Linked DNA regions of Mus musculus: all the other regions are linked to region 7. Evidence: chromatin contacts called from public HiCAR-type, HiChIP or PLAC-seq and promoter capture Hi-C data. All regions are on one chromosome and are shown on one strand. The core of a region is the stretch at or near the end of the contact, and the rest is flanking DNA. Distances in the headings are between cores, read along the strand shown. Region 1 holds the start of Polr3b (polymerase (RNA) III (DNA directed) polypeptide B). Region 2 holds the start of Gna11 (guanine nucleotide binding protein, alpha 11). Region 3 holds the start of Platr7 (pluripotency associated transcript 7). Region 4 holds the start of Tcp11l2 (t-complex 11 (mouse) like 2). Region 5 holds the start of Ckap4 (cytoskeleton-associated protein 4). Region 6 holds the start of Dohh (deoxyhypusine hydroxylase/monooxygenase). Region 7 holds the start of Nfyb (nuclear transcription factor-Y beta).

The links. Promoter capture Hi-C pulls out the DNA fragments that hold promoters and counts their contacts. HiCAR-type assays count read pairs that join an accessible place to other places. HiChIP or PLAC-seq counts read pairs in DNA pulled down with a chosen protein or histone mark.
Region 1: a contact with region 7 is called in a promoter capture Hi-C map of embryonic stem cells, with 2.6 times the contacts expected there. The contact joins the promoter of Polr3b here to the promoter of Nfyb in region 7. A contact is called at or near these places in 4 of 39 promoter capture datasets (the C10 cell line, embryonic stem cells, liver and 1 more).
Region 2: a contact with region 7 is called in an H3K4me3 HiChIP or PLAC-seq map of pro-B cells, with 4 times the contacts expected there. The contact joins the promoter of Gna11 here to the promoter of Nfyb in region 7. A contact is called at or near these places in 3 of 115 datasets of contacts at active chromatin or transcription factors (large pre-B cells, pancreatic cancer cells and pro-B cells).
Region 3: a promoter capture Hi-C map of pre-B cells shows a contact between it and region 7, with 7 times the contacts expected there. The contact joins the promoter of Platr7 here to the promoter of Nfyb in region 7. A contact is called at or near these places in 3 of 39 promoter capture datasets (the SN4741 cell line, hippocampal neurons and pre-B cells).
Region 4: a promoter capture Hi-C map of pre-B cells shows a contact between it and region 7, with 8 times the contacts expected there. The contact joins the promoter of Tcp11l2 here to the promoter of Nfyb in region 7. A contact is called at or near these places in 3 of 39 promoter capture datasets (hippocampal neurons, liver and pre-B cells), 1 of 115 datasets of contacts at active chromatin or transcription factors (differentiating embryonic stem cells) and 1 of 9 other capture datasets (adipose tissue).
Region 5: a HiCAR-type map of astrocytes shows a contact between it and region 7, with 4 times the contacts expected there. The contact joins the promoter of Ckap4 here to the promoter of Nfyb in region 7. A contact is called at or near these places in 6 of 39 promoter capture datasets (the 3T3-L1 cell line, the SN4741 cell line, cranial neural crest and 3 more) and 1 of 115 datasets of contacts at active chromatin or transcription factors (astrocytes).
Region 6: a contact with region 7 is called in a promoter capture Hi-C map of pre-B cells, with 3 times the contacts expected there. The contact joins the promoter of Dohh here to the promoter of Nfyb in region 7.

Annotation. Positions count from the first base shown.
Region 1 is chr10:84,620,985-84,623,684 of GRCm38.p6, reverse strand. Polr3b (polymerase (RNA) III (DNA directed) polypeptide B) reads right to left here and starts at 1,387. Exons shown (of 28, transcript NM_027423.2): 1 at 1,147-1,387. The coding sequence starts at 1,218. It overlaps Gm17249 (a long non-coding RNA gene), which reads left to right and starts at 1,040. Exons shown (of 2, transcript XR_380645.4): 1 at 1,040-1,488; 2 at 2,227-2,700.
Region 2 is chr10:81,543,750-81,546,449 of GRCm38.p6, reverse strand. It overlaps Gna11 (guanine nucleotide binding protein, alpha 11), which reads left to right and starts at 1,288. Exons shown (of 7, transcript NM_010301.4): 1 at 1,288-1,658. The coding sequence starts at 1,523.
Region 3 is chr10:84,551,962-84,554,661 of GRCm38.p6, reverse strand. Platr7 (pluripotency associated transcript 7) reads left to right here and starts at 1,324. Exons shown (of 4, transcript NR_040658.1): 1 at 1,324-1,402; 2 at 1,952-2,014.
Region 4 is chr10:84,575,560-84,578,259 of GRCm38.p6, reverse strand. It overlaps Tcp11l2 (t-complex 11 (mouse) like 2), which reads right to left and starts at 1,313. Exons shown (of 10, transcript NM_146008.2): 1 at 1,248-1,313.
Region 5 is chr10:84,532,555-84,535,254 of GRCm38.p6, reverse strand. Ckap4 (cytoskeleton-associated protein 4) reads left to right here and starts at 1,367. Exons shown (of 2, transcript NM_175451.1): 1 at 1,367-1,808. The coding sequence starts at 1,389.
Region 6 is chr10:81,383,124-81,385,823 of GRCm38.p6, reverse strand. Dohh (deoxyhypusine hydroxylase/monooxygenase) reads right to left here and starts at 1,390. Exons shown (of 5, transcript NM_133964.3): 1 at 1,246-1,390; 2 at 1-105. The coding sequence starts at 50. Gm48551 (predicted gene, 48551) reads right to left here and starts at 1,390. Exons shown (of 6, transcript NR_168929.1): 1 at 1,246-1,390; 2 at 1-105.
Region 7 is chr10:82,762,784-82,765,483 of GRCm38.p6, reverse strand. It overlaps Nfyb (nuclear transcription factor-Y beta), which reads left to right and starts at 1,343. Exons shown (of 8, transcript NM_010914.2): 1 at 1,343-1,480. It also overlaps a transcript of Hcfc2 not described here.

The DNA.
Region 1 (2,700 bases), core at 138-2,637, 1.9 Mb before region 7:
ATAAGCCAAACACAAAGACAAATACTGTGTATTTTCCCTAAGAGGATCTTGGAACTCATTCTTCAAAGTCCCTGAGACAGTGAGGTTGTGATCCTACCACCTCTACATACCAAATGCTGAGATTAAAGTCGTGGGCCCCTACACCCTGTCATAGCAGGAATCAACCACGGGTGCTCTGGAAGAGCAACCAGTAGTCCTCAATCCCTGAGCCGCCCCTGGGTCCTAAGTCACTGATCAGGTCGCTCCCAATTAAACCCTTCAATGGTGCTTTACTATTCCCAGGGAGAAAGTCTAACACCTTCTAAGAGTTAACACATTTCAGAATCAGGAAGGCATCTTTTACTGCCCTCTTCCCCTAGCTCCACTAGATTTATTTGTTCCCCTGAAACAACTGATGGTGTGTCTGGGGTCATGTACAACCTGTTCCTCTGCCTGAATTTCTTCCTCGACCATCTTCAGTCCTAGATGTCCCTATTCTGTGCCAAAGATGTCAAGGTTCAGTGAGAATTTATATACCTTCTCAGGAAACAAAATCATGTCAATAACTGCACTTCCTTAGGCAGTTCACCGTGAAGCAATTATCCTTTAACTTTTAAGAATCTGATGAAAGCTATAGGGGCCCCTAAGAAAATACAAGATCAAAAATGGGGGACGAAGGGATAGTCAAGGTACTTAAACTAAACCTGCAGTCCAAAGAAACTGTGGAGTAAAAGGAAAATGATGACAAGGGTGAGATTCCCATTTACTTTTAGCACCAAAGCCGGCTATGGGACCTCAAGAACATTGCCTACGTTCTCAGGATCTCTGTGTCCTTCCAGGTGAGATCGGCAAGAAGATATTGGTTCCTGAGAGAATACACAAGGACCAATTCTTGCCAGTGCACACTTAAATTAGAAAAGCTTTACCCGAGAGCCATTCGCTAAGCTTCTAAACGTAGGACGCTACTGAGAGATCTGTACTTGCTGCTACAAACGCTCAAGAACCACACCTGGTAAAAGCTCACACACCCGGAGCTCCGAGCATGTGCAGAAGTTCTGAGCATGCGTAGAAGCCCAGGGACCCGCCCTCGTCATCCTGAAAACTCTCCCGGCAACGCCTCCTTAGTCGTCTCCAACCTCTTCCGCTGCCTGCGCTCACGGCACTTACCTCCACAGTCGGGATCGGCGCAGTCAGCTGCTCCGGAGTCAGGCTCCCGAACTCCTCGGCTAGAACATCCATTCCATTCACGGTAGAGGAAGAAGTCGGCAGAATGTTCACATCCGCCCGTGCGGCTCCAAGCAAGTAGCACGCGGAGAGTGGTGTGCGTTCTCCTCCGGTGTCCCCGTGGCGCTTGTTTACGGGGAGGCGTTTCAAAAGGTTCCGCCTGGTCAGGGCCTAACCTGCGGAGGAACCCGGAAGTGACCGAGCCGGATGTGGAAAACTACACCCACTGGTGTACTTCCGAGGTCTCGCCGGGCTAATCCTAGCCTCTTGACAGGCTCATTTCCAGTATCCCCAGAATGATTGAATACGGCAAAGTATAGTAGTTCTAACTGTATAACTAATCTGAAAAATGACTCGATAATACACATTAGTCACAACATGAACTTCTAAAGCAGAGATTTCAATTAACTCAGTCTAAACTGCTTGTATGTTGTGTAGTACAGAAGAGCAAAAGTCCTTGCTTAAATAATTGGTGGTACCTGCGTGTAATGAACAGGCATCAGCCGGGCGTGGTGGCGCACGCCTTTAATCCCAGCACTCGGGAGGCAGAGGCAGGCGGATTTCTGAGTTCGAGGCCAGCCTGGCCTACAAAGTGAGTTCCAGGACAGCCAGGGGGCAGTAAAAGATGCCTTCCTGATTCTGAAATGTGTTAACTCTTAGAAGGTGTTAGACTTTCTCCCTGGGAATAGTAAAGCACCATTGAAGGGTTTAAACGGGAGCGACCTGATCAGTGACTTAGGACCCAGGGGCGGCTCAGGGATTGAGGACTACTGGTTGCTCTTCCAGAGCACCTGGGGTTGATTCCTGCTATGACAGGGTGTAGGGGCCCACGACTTTAATCCCAGCATTTGGTATGTAGAGGTGGTAGGATCACAACCTCACTGTCTCAGGGAGTTTGAAGAATGAGGTCCAAGATCCTCTTAGGGAAAACCCAATAAATTATATTAGAATAGTTAATTAACGGTTTGGGGGAAAATATGTTTAAATCCTATGTCGATGAAATATACCTTAACAAAACACTAGAAGGAAACGTCAGAGGGACGGAGTTTGTTACCACTACACCGAATAAACGAAGGATTGCACATAATCCTCCCACGGCAGCACAGACACCTATAATCCCAGCATTTAGAAGCTAGAGGTAGGAGGGCATCCAGAAATTCAAGGGCATCCTTGGCTACCTAACAAGGTCGAGGCCAGCCTGGGCTACATGAAACCCTGTCTCCAAAGAAAAGGTAATGTATTAATAACATTGATTGGTGAAAGATTTCAAGGATGGCAACGGAGAAAGCATAAGAATTGCTAAAAGTTGTATTCCATTAATTTTTAAAAAATTAGATACACCTATAAAAAATCTCTATGAATAGTAAACACACAGTTGGTAGAAGACAAAAGGATTTGTCACTGAAATTGGAAATGAGTTCATGCAAGTCCAATGGTAAGAAAAATCCCATGGGAAGAAGAGGTAAAAGATGCCAACAGTTTTTAAATGAGTTTCAG
Region 2 (2,700 bases), core at 39-2,538, 1.2 Mb after region 7:
CACAGGCCTGACTTTCAAGTTCTTTGTAGTCTCTTATTATTGACACATGCCCTGATTGAGTGCTGACTGGGTACGCATGCCTCTTTCTGGAAGGTAGAAAACACTTCTCAGGTTTGTGAGTTAGTTTACACTTGGGGGACTCAGATTGACCCACCAACAGGGAACTTACCTGCCTGGTACATGCGGGGGGCGGGGGTGGGGTGGGTTCCACTCCAGCACATGCAAACCACATTCATGGGCGTTCACATGCACAACAACAGCGTAAATTGGTGCTTGGTATACAGCAGGCAGACTGTTAATAATGCTTATTCTTCACCTGCCAGTAAGCCTGGTTGACAGTATATATGTATGTATGTGTGTGTGTGTGTGCGTGTGTATATATATACACACATATACATATATACATATATGTGTATGTATATATACACACATATGTACATATACACACATATATGACATATGTATATATGTATATATATATATATACACACACATATATATATGAAATCAGGCAGCATATTAATAGGAGGTACTGTGCTGCATCAGCACATAGTACACAGTAGGAGCTATATACAATATGTGGTATACGGCAGGCACAGCATTCATATTTGGCATACGTTGTATATGTGAAAAACACTTGGTTTGTATACCCTATATTGAATGTGGCAGTTACATATGCGTGTTTCCTTAAGGCTTGGTATACAGTAGATGTGATATTAATGCCTGAGCTACCACAGGCTGCCGCATCAGTGTATACTCTACAGCAAGCATTGTGTTCATACTTGTGACCTGTGTGGTATTTAACGAGTGCTGCATGAATGTACTGTACACAGTAGGGCATGAATTTCTGCCTGGCACACGATAGGCCTGCTTAGGAATGGATGAGCGAGCCGGTCAGGGCGTTTTCTCACATCCGCAGGCGGTGACGGCCTCGCTCCAGAGAACTGCAGCCTCTCTCTTGGCGCTCTCAGCACAGCCTCGGGGAGCCGAGAGAAGCCGAGCGCAGCCGAGCGGCGCCTGCCCGAGCCGAGAGGAGCCGAGTGTAGCCGAGCGGCGCCTCCCCGAGCCGAGCCTCGCTTCGCCTCCCGAAAGGAACCGAGCTCGGGCTTCCGAGTCCTCCCCATTCCCACAATCCTCGGCGTCCGCGCCCAGCCGCGAACCGTTCAACCCCTTCCCACGTCGACGCAACCCCACGCGCGCTTGCGCTGCGCCCTCCAGACCCCGCCCCCGAGCGGCGAGGCCCCGCCCCCAGGCGATCCTAAAGTCCTGTCCCTGCGGCGCGCGCGCGCGCGCAGCCGTGCGGCCCCTCCCATTGGCCGCGCCGCCTGCCCGTCCCGGGGCCCGTGGCAGCGCTTCAGGTCCTCGGGCGCCGGCGCTCGGTGGCGACGGCTGCGGGTAGCGGCGGCGGCGGCGGCTGCGCTGCACGGCGCGGACGGTGGACGCGCCTCTGGGGCCGGGCCGTGGCCTTCGGGGAACCGGGAAGAGGTAGGGCCGGGCCGGCGGCAGCCGGAGGACCGCGACGATGACTCTGGAGTCCATGATGGCGTGTTGCCTGAGCGACGAGGTGAAGGAGTCGAAGCGCATCAACGCGGAGATCGAGAAACAGCTGCGGCGGGACAAGCGCGACGCCCGGCGCGAGCTCAAGCTGCTGCTACTTGGTGAGCTGCGTGCCCGTGCCGTGGGACCTCTGTCACGGGGACCGGGTGGGTGCACGGGGCATCCGGGCCTTGCCGGGGTCTCCGCGCGCGCAGGGTGCTGCAGCCGCCGCGGTCTCTGGTCCCCGGCGAGTAGCGCGCGGTGACAGTCGGGTGCGACCCCTTCAGACCGCTGCCCACGGCCTGTCGGGCCACCTCGGATGTCCTCGGGGCAACTAGTCAGCGCTGCCCTGCAGCGGTCAGCCCTTCCGGGATCGCTGCACCCTGAGCAGTGCAGGTGGCTTGGGCCTGTGGTGGCCAGCTTCTCCCGTGTGGTCCCCTGGGCTCAGCCTGTGCGACCCTTTGTGGCCAGCCTTTCTGTTATCCAGGCCTTAGATTCATTCGGGGTCAGCCTCCTGCCTCTGATATCTGTGGTGAGATTTTGCATCTGCTGGCCACATTGGGCCCCAGGACCCTGGGAGACTTGCTTTCTGTCGCTCCTGAGAATTCTTGCACGGAGGTGGCCCTTGGCCCTGCCGCACCAAGTAGGCTCTCTCCTTTCCATTGTCCCCACATAGCCTCCGGTGAGCCCTGTAAGCTGTCTTGCTCTCATGATGCCCCTTTGGATTACAGACTCCCCAAGACAGTTCCCAAAGGGTTGCACCCTCCTCTCTACCTCCAAGGACTATACACCCAAATGGTCCTGCTTTGCTTCTGGCTTGTTGCTTTCGTGGGTACTCCTCAGTCTCCCTCTCTTTTCCATAGATCCTCTGAATTCCTCCACATTGGAGTGGGTGGCTTTTCTTCTTTGGGCTTCTGTTGTGCCGGAACCCAGTAGGTTGACAGCAGTCAGCCTTGCAGCCTCCCTGGCCCTGTCCTGCCTCCTGGGGGTCCAGTCTTGTCCTCTCCACACCCCACCCACCCCAGGGAAGCTCAATGTGTGTCTGTCACTTCCTGGGGTTCTGACTCCTCAAGGCCCACCTGTTGCTGGGAGCCAGGGAGCCCAGGTCCTCTTGTTGTCACCCCAAATAAGAGCCCAAAATGAGGACAGGGTAGCCTGGGCCCT
Region 3 (2,700 bases), core at 75-2,574, 1.8 Mb before region 7:
GGTTTTCACGAGGCTATCTAAGTTCACTCTGAAGCTGTCTAAATTTCTCTTCAGTTCCCCAATGTCTCTGACCATATCTATGTATTTAGACTGCCTTCTAAGTGAGCGTGGGGGATGTTTCCATAGAGACTGAAGAAGGGCTGCTGTTCCATCTATAACAGTCTCCCCTAGGGCCTATGACCTCCAGGACCATAGGCTTTTGACCTTGTTTATAGTAGCAGACATGAATTTCCTCCTGTGGTGCAGGCCTCACAGCCAATCAGAGAGCAGTTGTTTGCTTTCATAGCATCATGTCACTATTGCCTGCATAGGCACATAGGACCAGAGACGGGAAGGTAGACCATCTCAATGTACAAGTTCATGGAGTCTGAAGTGGCTAGGATAGTAAACTTCAGAAAAGATGTTTCCAAGCAACTTGTGGAGATCTTGGGTAAGGCCTTAAATTTCCTCAGGACACTGATTTTGAAATTTTAGTGTGTTTTATCTCGTCATGTGGAGAGACTGAAGCTGGAAGGAAAGGGAGAAGGAAAGAGGGGAGAGAGAAGAGAGAAGGTGACCTTCCCTCCCCAGGCTGCAGAGAGGAACTGGTACAACTAGTTTATTGCACTTCACTTTACTGTCCTCTTAAGATAATTTCATTTTCAGAGAATTGTTTCATTTTTATTAACATATATTAATTATACATGTTAATGGCATCCAGTGTGACATTTCCACACATGCATGCAGTGTGCACTAATGAAACCCAACCTCTATTCACATCTCCCCCAACCTCTCTCTGTCCTGTCCTCTGTGTGTGTGATTGTGTATGTGTGTTATATGTGTGTGTAGTATGTAGGTATTTGCATGTGTGTGGACACACATGTGTGGAAACATGCACATGTATGCGTACATATGTGGAGCTTAAGGTTGATGTCTAGAATCAGTTTTAACCATTCTTTCACCATATTCTTTGAGGCAAGGGCTTTTAATCATATCCAGAGAGTACTGGTGGGAAACCTCGCTAGCTAGCTAGCTCTGGGGCTTCCTAGCTCATTTAGGAACAACAGTAGTAGCTTCTCCTCTAGGGCCTATGACCTCCTGGGCCATGGGCTTTTGACCTTGTTTACAGTAGCAGATATGAATTTCTTCCTGTGGTGCAGGCCTCAAGTCCAATCAGAGAGCAGTTGTTTACCTCTATAGCAACCATGCCATGACTGCATGCACAGGCATGTCTTGCCTGGCAGACCAATAGTATGGCATATAGTGTACACAGGTATGTAACACAGTTGGTAGCCTTAACAACTCCCCCATGCCCAAACCCCAGCCACCTGCACATCACTTTCCAGCACTATTGAAGAGAGCAAGTCAGGGGAGACATTCCAGCTCAATTCCAGCTCGGTTTCATCATGCTTACAACTACCAGGTGTGGTGTTTTCTGCAATAGGATCTTGTTGTGGACATTCTTATTTATGGCTGAATGATATTTTGTTGTGAACATAGATCACATTTTCTTTATCTATTAAAGGGCCCTTAGGGTCACTTAGTGTCTTAGCTATTATGAATACTGTCATGATTAAACATGGGCATGTAGACATCTTGTTGATACTCTGTTTTAGTTGTCTTTGGATATATACTCAAAAGTGGGAAAGCTAGGTCATATAAAGATCAAGATTTTAGGGAACCACAATGGGAGCTGGAGAGATGGCTCAGCGGTTAAGAGCACTGACTGCTCTTCCAGAGGTCCTGAGTTCAATTCCCAGCAACCACGTGGTGGTTCACAACCATCTGTAATGGGATCTGATGCCCTCGTCTGGTGTGTCTGAAGACAGCTATAGTGGACTCACATACATAAAATAAATAATAATTTTTAAAAATCTTAAAAATTAAGAATCACAATGGACATTCATTCTATATGTTTCTCTACCTTCTCTCTTTTGATGCTTACCACCTTTTTGGTTTTTGTTTTTGGTAGTCATTCTGAGAGGAGATAGAATCTCATTGTGGCTTGTATTTGCATTTCTCTGGGCTAAAGATGGTAAGTATTTTTTTCTATTAGTTCCAGACTTGTATTTCTTCTTTTGAAAAGTATCTGTTCAGATAATTTGCTTATTTAGAAACAGTGTTACCTAGATTTTGTTATCAGGTTGAAAATTGTGATTTTTTTTTTTAAGTGAAAGGTTTGGGAACCGTGCATCTTCCAAGGCAGGTCTACCAGTGCCATTTCCCGTAAAGCAGTTTACCAGAGCCATTTCCCATAAGGCATGTTCTCATTTAATTTTGTGTTACAATTTGGTTATTCTCATAATATTTCAAAATTTTCATCAATATTAGCGTGTTATGGGGCTCTGTGATTAGAGTCTTTGAAGATAATATTGTGAATGTCAAAATACCAACACTGACAGGAGCTCAGAAGACTGCAGACAGTATCATAGGATGTAGGCTCGGCTAAAACAGAGCCCGAGAGAATACTGAAAGCAGTTTCAGCCTGGGTAACATTCAATGAGCTAGCCAACCCTAACCCTGTGGTGGTCTGAATAGGTTTGCTGCCTCCCCCCACCCCCCTCTAGACTCATGTCTTTGAATGCTTGGCTCACAGGGAGTGGCACTATTAGGAGGTGTGGCCTTGTTAGAGGAAGTGTGTCACTGGGCTTTGAGGTTGGCTATGCTCAAGCTCTGCCCAGTGTGGAAATCAGAGCCTCTTCCTGGCTGCCTGTGGAAGAG
Region 4 (2,700 bases), core at 64-2,563, 1.8 Mb before region 7:
GATTTCTAAGCACTTTTTATCCTGGAAAGCGTTGCCCCCGCCCCCCCCCCATCCCTGATGCCTAGTTTAACACCTGTGCTGCACACCCGGGGGGTAAGGCGCCCTTCAGCCCTGGGTCACTTCAAGTGGAGCAATGTATGAAATCCATGGGGGTAGGAAAAAGGCAGAGTAGACGGGGCGGGGTGGAGGTGGAGGTGGGATGGGGACTCCTAGCCCAGGAACCAGTGTAAGAACTGGTTGAAATTATCAGTTGGGAGGTAGGTTAACTAAGAGCTGAGAGCTGAACACCACCTTGTGCTGAGCAGCCCACTAAGGACAAAGACAAGTTGCCTGGTTTCTTTACCGTTAAGGTACCAAGACAACGATGAAAGAGGGAGGTTCCATTCTCACTGGAACCACTCAAGTGTTTCTACTCTGCTTGTAACGGTAGTTTAACAAACCCTTCTTTGTTGACTGGATTCTTGTGTTTAAACACATGATTTGGGCTTCTTGTGGTTGGGGGAGGACAGAACCTACAGTCCTGTAAAGTGCTCTACCACAGAACTACAGTCCCAGTCTAATAAACGCATTTTAGAAGTAAACATTGCGAAATCGCTCATTTAATGGAAGTTTTTCCTCTTGTACTAACGTAAACACATAACTGTGTCATCCACGTGCCACCGAATCTCGTTGCTATGTTTTGTGGCGCCACCCAAAGCAAGGCAAAGCAAGGGTCTGAGAAGGCAAGGGTCTGACCCAGATGTGACCTGAGCTGGCCTCCTGGACAGTCAAGTCCAACGGAAGTCCCAGGAGTCCTGCCCGCTCGCCCACGTTCTCTGCTCGCCCCTCCCTCTAGCAGCACCACGTTTCCTGTCAAAACAAACGTTTGGGGGAGGGGACTGCCGGGACAGAACCCAGCTCTCGAGAAACCCAGCAACAAGACCCAAACATAGGGCCGAGGCCCAGCCGGGCCCCACCGCGGCTCAGTCCCACTCCTCCAGGGACGAGGGATTGGGGACCTGACCGCACGGGGAGCCCAGAGCGTCTCGCGCCGTTGAGCACAGTCGCTGGCACGCACCCAAAGGGATGTCATCACGACCAAGCGGCCCCGGCAGAGCCTGGGCCACCACTGCCACCGTGCCCCACTTCAAGCCTTGACTCCGAGGTCAAATGTCCCGAACTCGGAGGGCACAAGGAGCCCTCCCGCTGCCATAAGGAGACGCGGTCCCCTCAGATCCCACGGCCCCTCCCCTGGGATGGGTACGCACCCCCGGATCCCGCGTAGAGACTCGAGGAAAGCTAGGTGGCGGGGGTCGCGGGGCTCTGCGTATCCCCCCTCAACCAGCGTCGCAGACAAGGGGAGACTCAGCAGTCTGTCAACTCTGGAGCCCCCCCGCAGCCCCACGCGGTATTTAAAGGGCCCAGAGGTACTCCCTGGGCGCGACCATTCGGGAAGGAACTGGAGGGGGACTATAGCACCGCGGCGCCAGAATCCAGGGCAGGGTTCTGGCGAAGATCCCTAAATTCTTGAAGAGTCTGTCTACAAAAACCATAGCTTTCTCACGTTTCTATCGTGAAGGCTGAAGAAGGCTCAGACAGAAAGCCATTTGCACACGAGAAATGTGTGCTCCCTATATTCAGTGGTGGTACGGTCCGGACCGCCAGGGGCGGGGAGAGGAGTGAACACGGAATTGGGGCAGCCTACGGCCGGGAGCGCCTGGGCTGCTGTAGGGCCTAAAGCGTTCGGAGGCGGGGCCTGGCTGTGTAAGGGCGGGGCCTAAGTGCAGCGGGTGACGCCCCCAATCCTGTTTCTTTCAGTTTACCAGGTAGGATGAAATGGACTAACTCCAACCGAACGGACAGACTTCTGGTGTCCGCTCGCGGCAGTAATATAAAAACACTACATGCCCACCTTCACAATGGCCACACACACCGGGCCAAGCGAGTCAACAACATTCCAAACAGGCTGTCCCACGCACATCAGCGTCCAACCGCGTCATCCACACGTGTCAACATGTTCTTGTAAACACGGGTCCTGATTTGCCCCTTGAATTGGACGATTGGTTTCTGGGAGCCACACCTACCTAAGCTCTCCGAAGGCTTCGCCTGTGCACAAAGATAAAGTGTCTTACTTCTTCTAAGGGTTCTTTGGCGGCGCTTATCTTGGGGAGAGTTTTCAACCAGGCTTAATGTAAATAAGTGCTGGGAGGGGCTCTTGTGTGGTCAGGCTTACTAAGCATAACTTCTCGTGAGCTTGCTTCTGGGCATAAAGAAACAGAACCACTATTTTGCCAGGTACAAGTTGGTATTACTTGTGGGTAGCGTCATACAAAAAAAATAAATGAACTTTATATAAGCTGAAATATTCCTGTTTAGGACTAAAATCATATCGGATTGTGGAGGCAAATTGTCTACTATCATTCTAGAAAGAAGAAAACCAAAAGCAGACAATAGTTTAAAGCAAGATAGAAATACAATTGTACAGCATGGACTGGTCTGAGGTTATAACCAAGTCCCTAACATTTGCCTACCCAAGAGATCTTCTTGTTCAGTGGGATAAGAATGGAACTAAAGCACTCTTAGAAGCTCACTGTTAGCTACTGAACCTAGTTGGCAAGTTATTCTGAACAAGAAAACCTACCTAGAGATTTGTATCCATTTGTATCTGTCACTCTAGAAATTACACAACCTAAAGTGGAGCCACGGCTGCTAAGAATCCTT
Region 5 (2,700 bases), core at 118-2,617, 1.8 Mb before region 7:
GTTGCACATTCAGTGTCTCCTCGAAAATACTTTTCTCAAGAGGGGTATTGTCGGGCATGTGACCACCAAAGTATGGAAGTGGTGGTATTTGAACATGGGAAGATTCCAGTTTTGTTTCTAATTTTTTCCCCCTTCTAAGCAGATTGGGAGGAAGTTACAGACAGAAGAAATAGCATCCCTACTTCTGCCGCGCAGAAGTACACACTAGGACTGCGGGAGCCAGGTGCAGGGGAAAAGGTCCAGATTGGTATTACCAATGATCTGCACTGATGGTGGGCTCTGGTTTCCCTCCCAGTCATGAGTGAAGACTCACCCATGGGCTTCAGAAGCATCAGCCCAAGGTTCAAAACACGGCTGTGTGGGACCTTGAGGCATTCTGTTGGGGTCGAGGCTCAGCCTTGTGTGTTTCCTATAAAATGGGCAAATGTAATCTCAACCGTTCAAAGCTTTTGCGAGGATTTTAGAGCCCATACCAGCTGATAAGCACAGGTCTGGCACTGCTATATTTCTTTTTACAAATGTGGAAGTGACAACCTCAACCTGTGTCCCTCTAAGTGAGGGTGCTGATGGCTTCTCTACACTCAACCCAGAGCCTGTCAGGAACTGGAGCTGTGGAGAGACTGTATGATACCCCAAAAGAAAAGAGAACCAAGGGGCCTGGGGGTGTTGCATACAGTCTACTGCCCAGGCAAAGAGGGTCTGTAACTCAGTAACTCAATAACTCAGTAACTCAGCTCCCTAGGACAAGTTCTAGTCCATACCCAAGGTGCTTGGGTGCAGAGTCCTTCGAGCCCAAAAATTCTCGGGAAGAGACAGGCCTGGCCCGGCTGCAGGGCGGCCTTAGAGGAGGGGTGTTCCCGGCTTAGTGGTGGGCAAGTAGGGCGTCTGACCCCCCCCCCCCCCGTCCTGTCCCCACCTTCCAGAACCGTGCTTTCCGCTCCCCCTAGCACTCCCCCTCGGCCCGGGTGGGGATCGTGCTCAGCACAGTGCTCAGGAGGCACCCCCACCCCGCTGACTCCTCTCGAGGGTAGCCGGGGCACTGGGAGTCTCAGCCATCCGGGCAGCCGCGCCCAGCCTCGCCCCGCCGGGCTCCGCCCGCCCTCCGCGGGGTCGCAGCGAAGGGAGGAGGGGCGGCGGCCCGCTTGCGTGGCAGGCGCTCGGGCTGGGCTCGGCCTCCCTTCCCGGGAGGCGGGGTCGGCGCCGCGGCGGCGGCGGAGCCAGGCCCCCTCCTCCTTCCGCGGCCGGCCTCCTTCCTCGTCGCCCCACGTTCCCGGCCGCTCCGACGCCGCTGCGCCCGCGTGCCGCCCGCGCAGTCCCCGTGGGAGCCGGAGCCAGCGTCCCGGGCCGCGCGCCCCGCTCGCCCATCCCGCCGAGCCGCCGCCGCCGCCATGCCCTCGGCCAAACAAAGGGGCTCCAAGGGCGGCCACGGCGCCGCGAGCCCCTCGGACAAGGGCGCCCACCCGTCGGGCGGCGCGGATGACGTGGCGAAGAAGCCGCCGGCGGCGCCGCAGCAGCCGCAGCCTCCCGCGCCGCACCCGCCGCAGCACCCGCAGAACCAGGCGCACCGGGGCGGCCACCGCGGCCGGTCCTCAGCCGCCACCGCCAACGCGTCCTCCGCGTCCTGCTCGCGCAGGCTTGGCCGGGTGCTCAACTTTCTCTTCTACCTCTCCCTGGTGGCGGCGGCCGCCTTCTCGGGCTGGTATGTCCATCACGTCCTGGAGGAGGTCCAGCAGGTCCGGCGTGGCCACCAGGACTTCTCCCGTCAGAGGGATGAGCTGGGCCAGGGCTTGCAGGGCGTCGAGCAGAAGGTGGGTACTCCAGCTTTTGCGGGGTCGGGACTCTACTCCTGCCCTCCCTGAAGGGGCCCTGGTCCTTTCCTGCCCAGGCCCTGTGGCAAGAGCTGGGACCCCAGCGCCCTAGTCGCCAGGGCGGTCCCAGACCCGCTTTGTTAATGGTCTCAGAGAGGGATGGAGCGGACTCTGAGGATGGCCAGACCATTGGGGGAGGATGGGCCAAGGGCCTGTCACAGGACATTAGCGGTGACCTGTAAGGAAGCCGGCAGGCTCTACGTAGCCCATTCTTTTTGCATTAGGAACCGTTGAATGGACAGAGTTGCCCGAACAGGAGCCTGGAAGGGAAATCATCGCATCCCCGGAAGCCTCTAGTCAAGACTTCACCTTGGCTATGCCAGTAGGAGTCACCCGAGCCAGTTTTTAATAGACCTAGAGTTTTGGGGGTGGGGGTGGGGGAAGCTAGTGAGCTTAGTCATTTGCTAAGTTCAGATGAAACGTCTATCTTTAGGTCCCTTGTCCTTAGCTGGACCAAGGAGCCCATGTGGGCCTTTGAAGTCGCCTACTCCAGCTTTAGGGGAAACACAGGCCAGAAGTATTAGATCACACTTATGTGGTGTGTAGACAGCGTATTCATGTATTTTATTTCCTCACTCAAAGAGTTAACTAGAGGGAGGAAGAGAGGGCTGACAAATTTGACTCCATTTTCCAGACCCGAATATTGAGGTTTAAGAGACACAAAGTGAGTTGACACAGACCACAGCTGGCTTGAGTCGCAGATTGTGGAAGAAAGTGTGGGCCATTCGTGAGGAAGGATTCCCCAGCGAGCTGTTTCAGGAATGACCAGACAACTCTCATGGCAAACTGCTCAGTTTCTACCCTTCCAGCCCAAGTGTAGCCCCCTTCCCTC
Region 6 (2,700 bases), core at 141-2,640, 1.4 Mb after region 7:
GGGTCCACCAAGGTCTTCCCTATGGCCTCTATCTCTTGCTCCGTTACCATGGCAACGGCCTCCCCAGCACGTGATCTGCAAGGCCGGATTCTAGGCAGTAGAAACCTACGGTAGAAAAAGGAGAAGGGGAAATCTCAAGCTAGGGCACACACCTGCATATCTGCCATTCCAGCCCCGGGATGCTGAGGCAGGAGGACCCCTGAGCTCCAGGCCACAGAACTTTCTCCACATCCATCCAAGTGCTGGGATTAAAGGCATGCGCCACCACCACCTGGCCAGACTTTTTCAGGATAGCTTAGATGAGGGATCTAGAAACTGTCAGTTGCAAAATGGATCTCACCCCTGCCTCCCACACCACCTTACTGGAGGTTCTCATGTAGCCCTGTGGGATACACTTTATCCGTCCCCTCCTCCCTCCGGACTTCTCCCTGCTCCTGCCTTTGCACAACTTGTACCCTCTGCATGGCCCCATAGATGCAGGACAACACTCCCACACAGGTGTTTTCTTTCACGGATGAATTAACACGGAAACAGACATCGTCCAGTATAAGAGGACCGGCCCCTGTCAGCCATTAGACATACAGCAGATGCATACATAACAAACTGGACTAGCAGGCTGTGGCAAGCTGGAAGGCCTTCTGGGCTCTGATGTCACCCAGCGTCCCCGAGTTTAATGAGGCAGGTATGGCTGCCTCACCAGTGATGCCCATCAGCCTACAGTCACACCTTGAAAATGGAATTCATCAACACACATGAAGCAGGTCTACGGGAGCTGGCAGCAGCTGTGTGGCAGTGAGACCCACATCCCGATTTACCCCGAGCAACAACAGGGGAGACCAAGGATCTCGTGGGTCCAAGAGTGCCCATTCGAGGTATGGGGCCTCCCGCTTAATTCAAAAAGGCTCCAGGCTGGGCAGAGGCTGAAGCAGGAAGATAACCGGTCCCAGGAGATCCTGTTTCCAAATACTTAAGCTGAGAGGTCAAGCGCGGGCCGGCCTGCACGTGAGCCCCGCATAGGCGGCCAACCTGTCAGCTAAGCACGGGGTAGGAGGAGGCCATTCGTAGCCACACAGTGGGTTGGAGGCTAGCCTGGGCTACATGATATCCTGTGTGACGTCAAATACTGAAGGAAAAGGGTCCAATTCCCCGTAGGACCCCCTCAAGGGAAATCCCAGCGCTCCCGGGAGCAGCGAGTACCTCAAAGCGGAAGTCCCCCGAAGGGGGGGCACTTCTGGCACTGCTCACCGTGTTTTCGTCTACAGGGACTCGTCAATAAGCTCCGTATACTCGGGACAGATGGAGAGAGTCGCTGCGACAGCTCCAAGAACAGGTCCGCGGACGCATCTCGCGCGACGTCCTCTGGACGCCGCCATCTTGATGGCCACGTGACCATGCTGGGCGGAACCATCGTCGCGACTAGGGGTGACCACACCCGGAACGATGCGGCAGCGACGCCCCAGGACTGTCCTAAGAGCCGGAGAAGCAACTTCCGGTCTTCCTCCGGAAGAAGAGTTTCCGACCGTCTCTCCCATAGAGAAAAGAAAATGGTTTGATCCCATTCACAGCACAACCGGGCCGGCCGTGCATAGCGCATGCGCAGTGTATAGTGGGCGTGGCTATGTTCTACAGGGCGCGGCCAATGGTCTCTGGGACCAAAACAGAGGAAAAGAAATGGGAGATAAAATAGGCGTTACGAGCAATCTCAGCAGTGAGGGCACTTGCAGTCAATTTGAGAATGAGTTCGATTCTGGGGATCAACAGGATATACGGCAGTGACATGACCATAAAGTCGAAGTTTAAATTTTTAAATATGCCGGGCGTTGGTGGCGCACGCCTTTAATCCCAGCACTCAGGAGGCAGAGGCAGGTGGATTTCTGAGTTCGAGGCCAGCCTGGTCTACAGAGTGAGTTCCAGGACAGCCAGGGCTACACAGAGAAACCCTGTCTCGGGGAGAAAAAAAAAAAAAAAGCCGGGCGTGGTGGCGCACACCTTTAATCCCAGCACTCGGGAGGCAGAGGCAGGCGGATTTTTGAGTTCAAGGCCAGCCTGGTCTACAAAGTGAGCTCCAGGACAGCCAGGACTATACAGAGAAACCCTGTCTCGAAAAAACAAAACAAATGTATATATGTGTGTGTGTGTAAATGTCATGAAGTTCATTACTTTTTTGGTTTAAAGATTTATTTATTTATTTTTAAAGATGTACTTATAATATATAAGTACACCGGTTGTGAGTCACCATGTGGTTGCTGGGAATTGAACTCAGAACCTCTGGAAGAGCAGTCGGTACTCTTAACCACTGATCTCTCCAGCCTCCTCATTACTTTTTTTTTTTTTTTTTTTTTTGAGACAGGGTTTCTCTGTATAGCCCTGGCTGTCCTGCAACTCACTTTGTAGACCAGGCTGGCCTCAAACTCAGAAATCCGCCTGCCTCTGCCTCTCGAGTGCTGGGATTAAAGGCCTGTGCCACCACGCCTGGCTTCCTCATTACTTTTTTAATGATTTATGTACATTGGTGTTTTGCCTGGATGTGTGTCTATGTTAGGGCGACAGATCCTCTGGAACTGGAGTCAGAGTTGTGAGTCACCATGTGGGTGCTGAGAACTGAACCTGGGTCCTCCGGAAGAGCAGTCAGTACACTCAACCACCAAGCATGTCTCCAGCCTCCATGAAGTCCGTTATTACATAATTATGTAAATTTAA
Region 7 (2,700 bases), core at 94-2,593:
GAGAGGAAGAGGAGGGTGTCCTAGAATTTGGTAGATTCAGGTGGTGGTGCTCCTAACTCCTCTTGAAATAACCGAGAAAGACTCATTTGTTCTTGCTTCCTTATTTACCTGAGAAATATTTATTTATTCTAGACACAGCGGGATATCAATAAATAACATATTTCAATCTTTCTGTATACTTTATGCACATACTTATATGGAATATACACCCAAACACCTTTTTTTCTTTTTTTGAGATACAGTCCGATTATGTAGCCCAGGCTGGACGTGAACACACACACTAGGGAGCCCAAGATGGTCTGGAATTTCCAATCTTCCTGTTTGTGTCTCCCCAGTCATGGGTTTAAAAGGCATAAGCCACAACACCAGGGCCTTCTATAATTATTACTACTACAGTTTCTGTTTCTTCAGACAGGGTTTCTCTGTGTAGCCTTGGTGTACTGGAACTCACTCTGTAGACCAGGCTGGCCTTGAGATTTGCCTCCCTTGTCTTGGAATTAAAGGCGTGCACCTGCCTGACCCAGCCATACTATTATTTCTAAAGACAGGGTCTTAATGTATCTCTGGCTGACCTAGAACTTTCAGTCTTGCTTACTTATCCTTGTTAAGTCCTAGGACAATAATTTTCCATCTATCTGGGTGCAGGTATCCTGCAGTACTTTGCAGTGGCTGGCCATGCAGGACATTTTGGATCACCACCACAAGGGAGAATGGTAGCCAAGGGACATTTGATCCAGATTTCAGTGAGGCCGACAGGGAAGGCCTTAAATGCACAGAGGCCATGAGTTTTTGCAGCCCAGTGTTATCTGGTTGGGAAATGAGCACTTTAGGTAGTAAGCCAACTTGGTAGGGCAGACCTAACACCAGAACACAGCACCAGGGTACAGGGTGGAAGTCGGCTGGGACAGCCTACCTGTTAAACTTGGAGGAAGGGGATGGTGTGCTAAAATGAAAAACTAACATCTTTGTTCACTGTGACTTGAGAGGGAACGCTGTGTGCCTGAGGTGGCTTGGAGGGATACCTAGAAAACATTAGGTGCCTAAAGCATTCTGGAAAGTAGCTCAGGTGTAGATCCCCTCCGGGGCTGAACTCAGGCGGGCGAGACGCTGGTTAGTGGGGAAGGAGGAGCTGGAAGGAGAAAGAAGCCAGAGCAAGCCTTTCCGCGTGGAGCTCTGGATGAGAACGCCGGCCTCTCGGACGCCCTGAAGAGCGAACATCCAGAGCCCGCCCGCGCGCTTTTACGGACCGCGCGCCTTGCTCAGAGGCTCCGGGGCGGGGCCGGGGGCGGACCGGGGCGTGGCCTCGGGCGCGGGCGTCGCGGAGGGAGGGTGTCACGTAGAGGGAAGCGGCCCGCGGCGGAGGGAGGGGAGGCCGAGTCCTGGAAGTGGAGCTCCGCGCTGGGACTGGTTCCTTCGCAGCCATTTTCTGTCCAACCAAACAGCCGATTGGAGACGGGAGCCAACCAGGGCTGCATTGGAGGTTTGTGTCTCGCTTCGGCCAATGATCGCTCCTAAACCGACTCCACTTTAGCTCGAATGAAATGTCCGTCTCCTCCCGGCGCCGTCCCCGCCGCCAACGCCGCGGCGGTCGGGGGCACTCGCAGTCCGCAGTCTTCGGGCGGGCCGGGCCTCCGGGCGAGGCCGCTGTGCTTCGGGCCGGGCCGGGCCGGGCCGGGCGCGGGGCGGCGGGCGCTTTGTGCGCGGGGCCGCGAGCCGCGGTCGGGCTGGGCCGGGCGGCTGCGGGGCTCTCGCGGCGGCAGCCCCGGGCCGGCTCCATTTTGTCCGGGGAGCCGGCGGGCGGGGAACGCTGCGCCCCGGAGCGGCCGCTTTGTCTCCCGCATCCCGCCGGCGGCGGGCGTTGGGCACGGGCGGCGGGGGGATGCGCTCCGCGGGGCCGCCCGGGCACCTGCGAGCCGAGGCGGCGGGTCCCTGCGAGGAACGAGCGGCCTGGCGGGCCCCCGGCCCGCTCCGCGCCTACAGCATGCAGCCATCTGGCGCCTGGCTCGCCCCGGACTTGCCCCGAAGGTGGGAAGGGAGCCTTGGAGGTTGCACGGAGGTTTCAGTCACCCGTGCTGGGGGGGCGGGAGGGTCTGCGAGAACAAAGAATTTACGGAGCACCCGCAGATCCTTTCATGCCTAAAGTCTAGAAGAGGGCTGTTTGATGTAGACAAGGTTAGGTAGCAGACGACCTTTAAAAAAAATGGCATCCCGCTAATCTTCACAGACCCTAGTTTTTGTAGATGGTGCCACAAATCACCCGAGTGGCTTCAGCTCTCAGTAAGGAAACTAATCGGTAACAGAAAGTGATGGCTCAACTGGTCAGTAGTAGTGGCATTAATAAATAGGAGCTTTATGGATGAGATACTGAGAGTTTAACCAGAATTCCTTTAAAGGCAAATGATTCCTCCTCTGCACTGCTCTTTGTAGCTTAATTTAAGGATTCTATCGATGCAAAGCTGTGGTTGTCGATGCCAAAGAAAGGAGGTTGGAGGAAGGGAATCTGCTTTTCTTGGATACAGATTTGCATTTCTTCAAACACCAAGCAGATGTATGCATTCCCTTGAGCTATTACACAGATTATAACCTGCCCTGAAGAAAATGCTTTCCATATGAAGAGAGATATTCTTAATGGATTAAGTCTAAGTATATACTTAGCAACTATTTGGGTTGGTAAGGCTCTCCCCCGGTTCCCACTCTAAG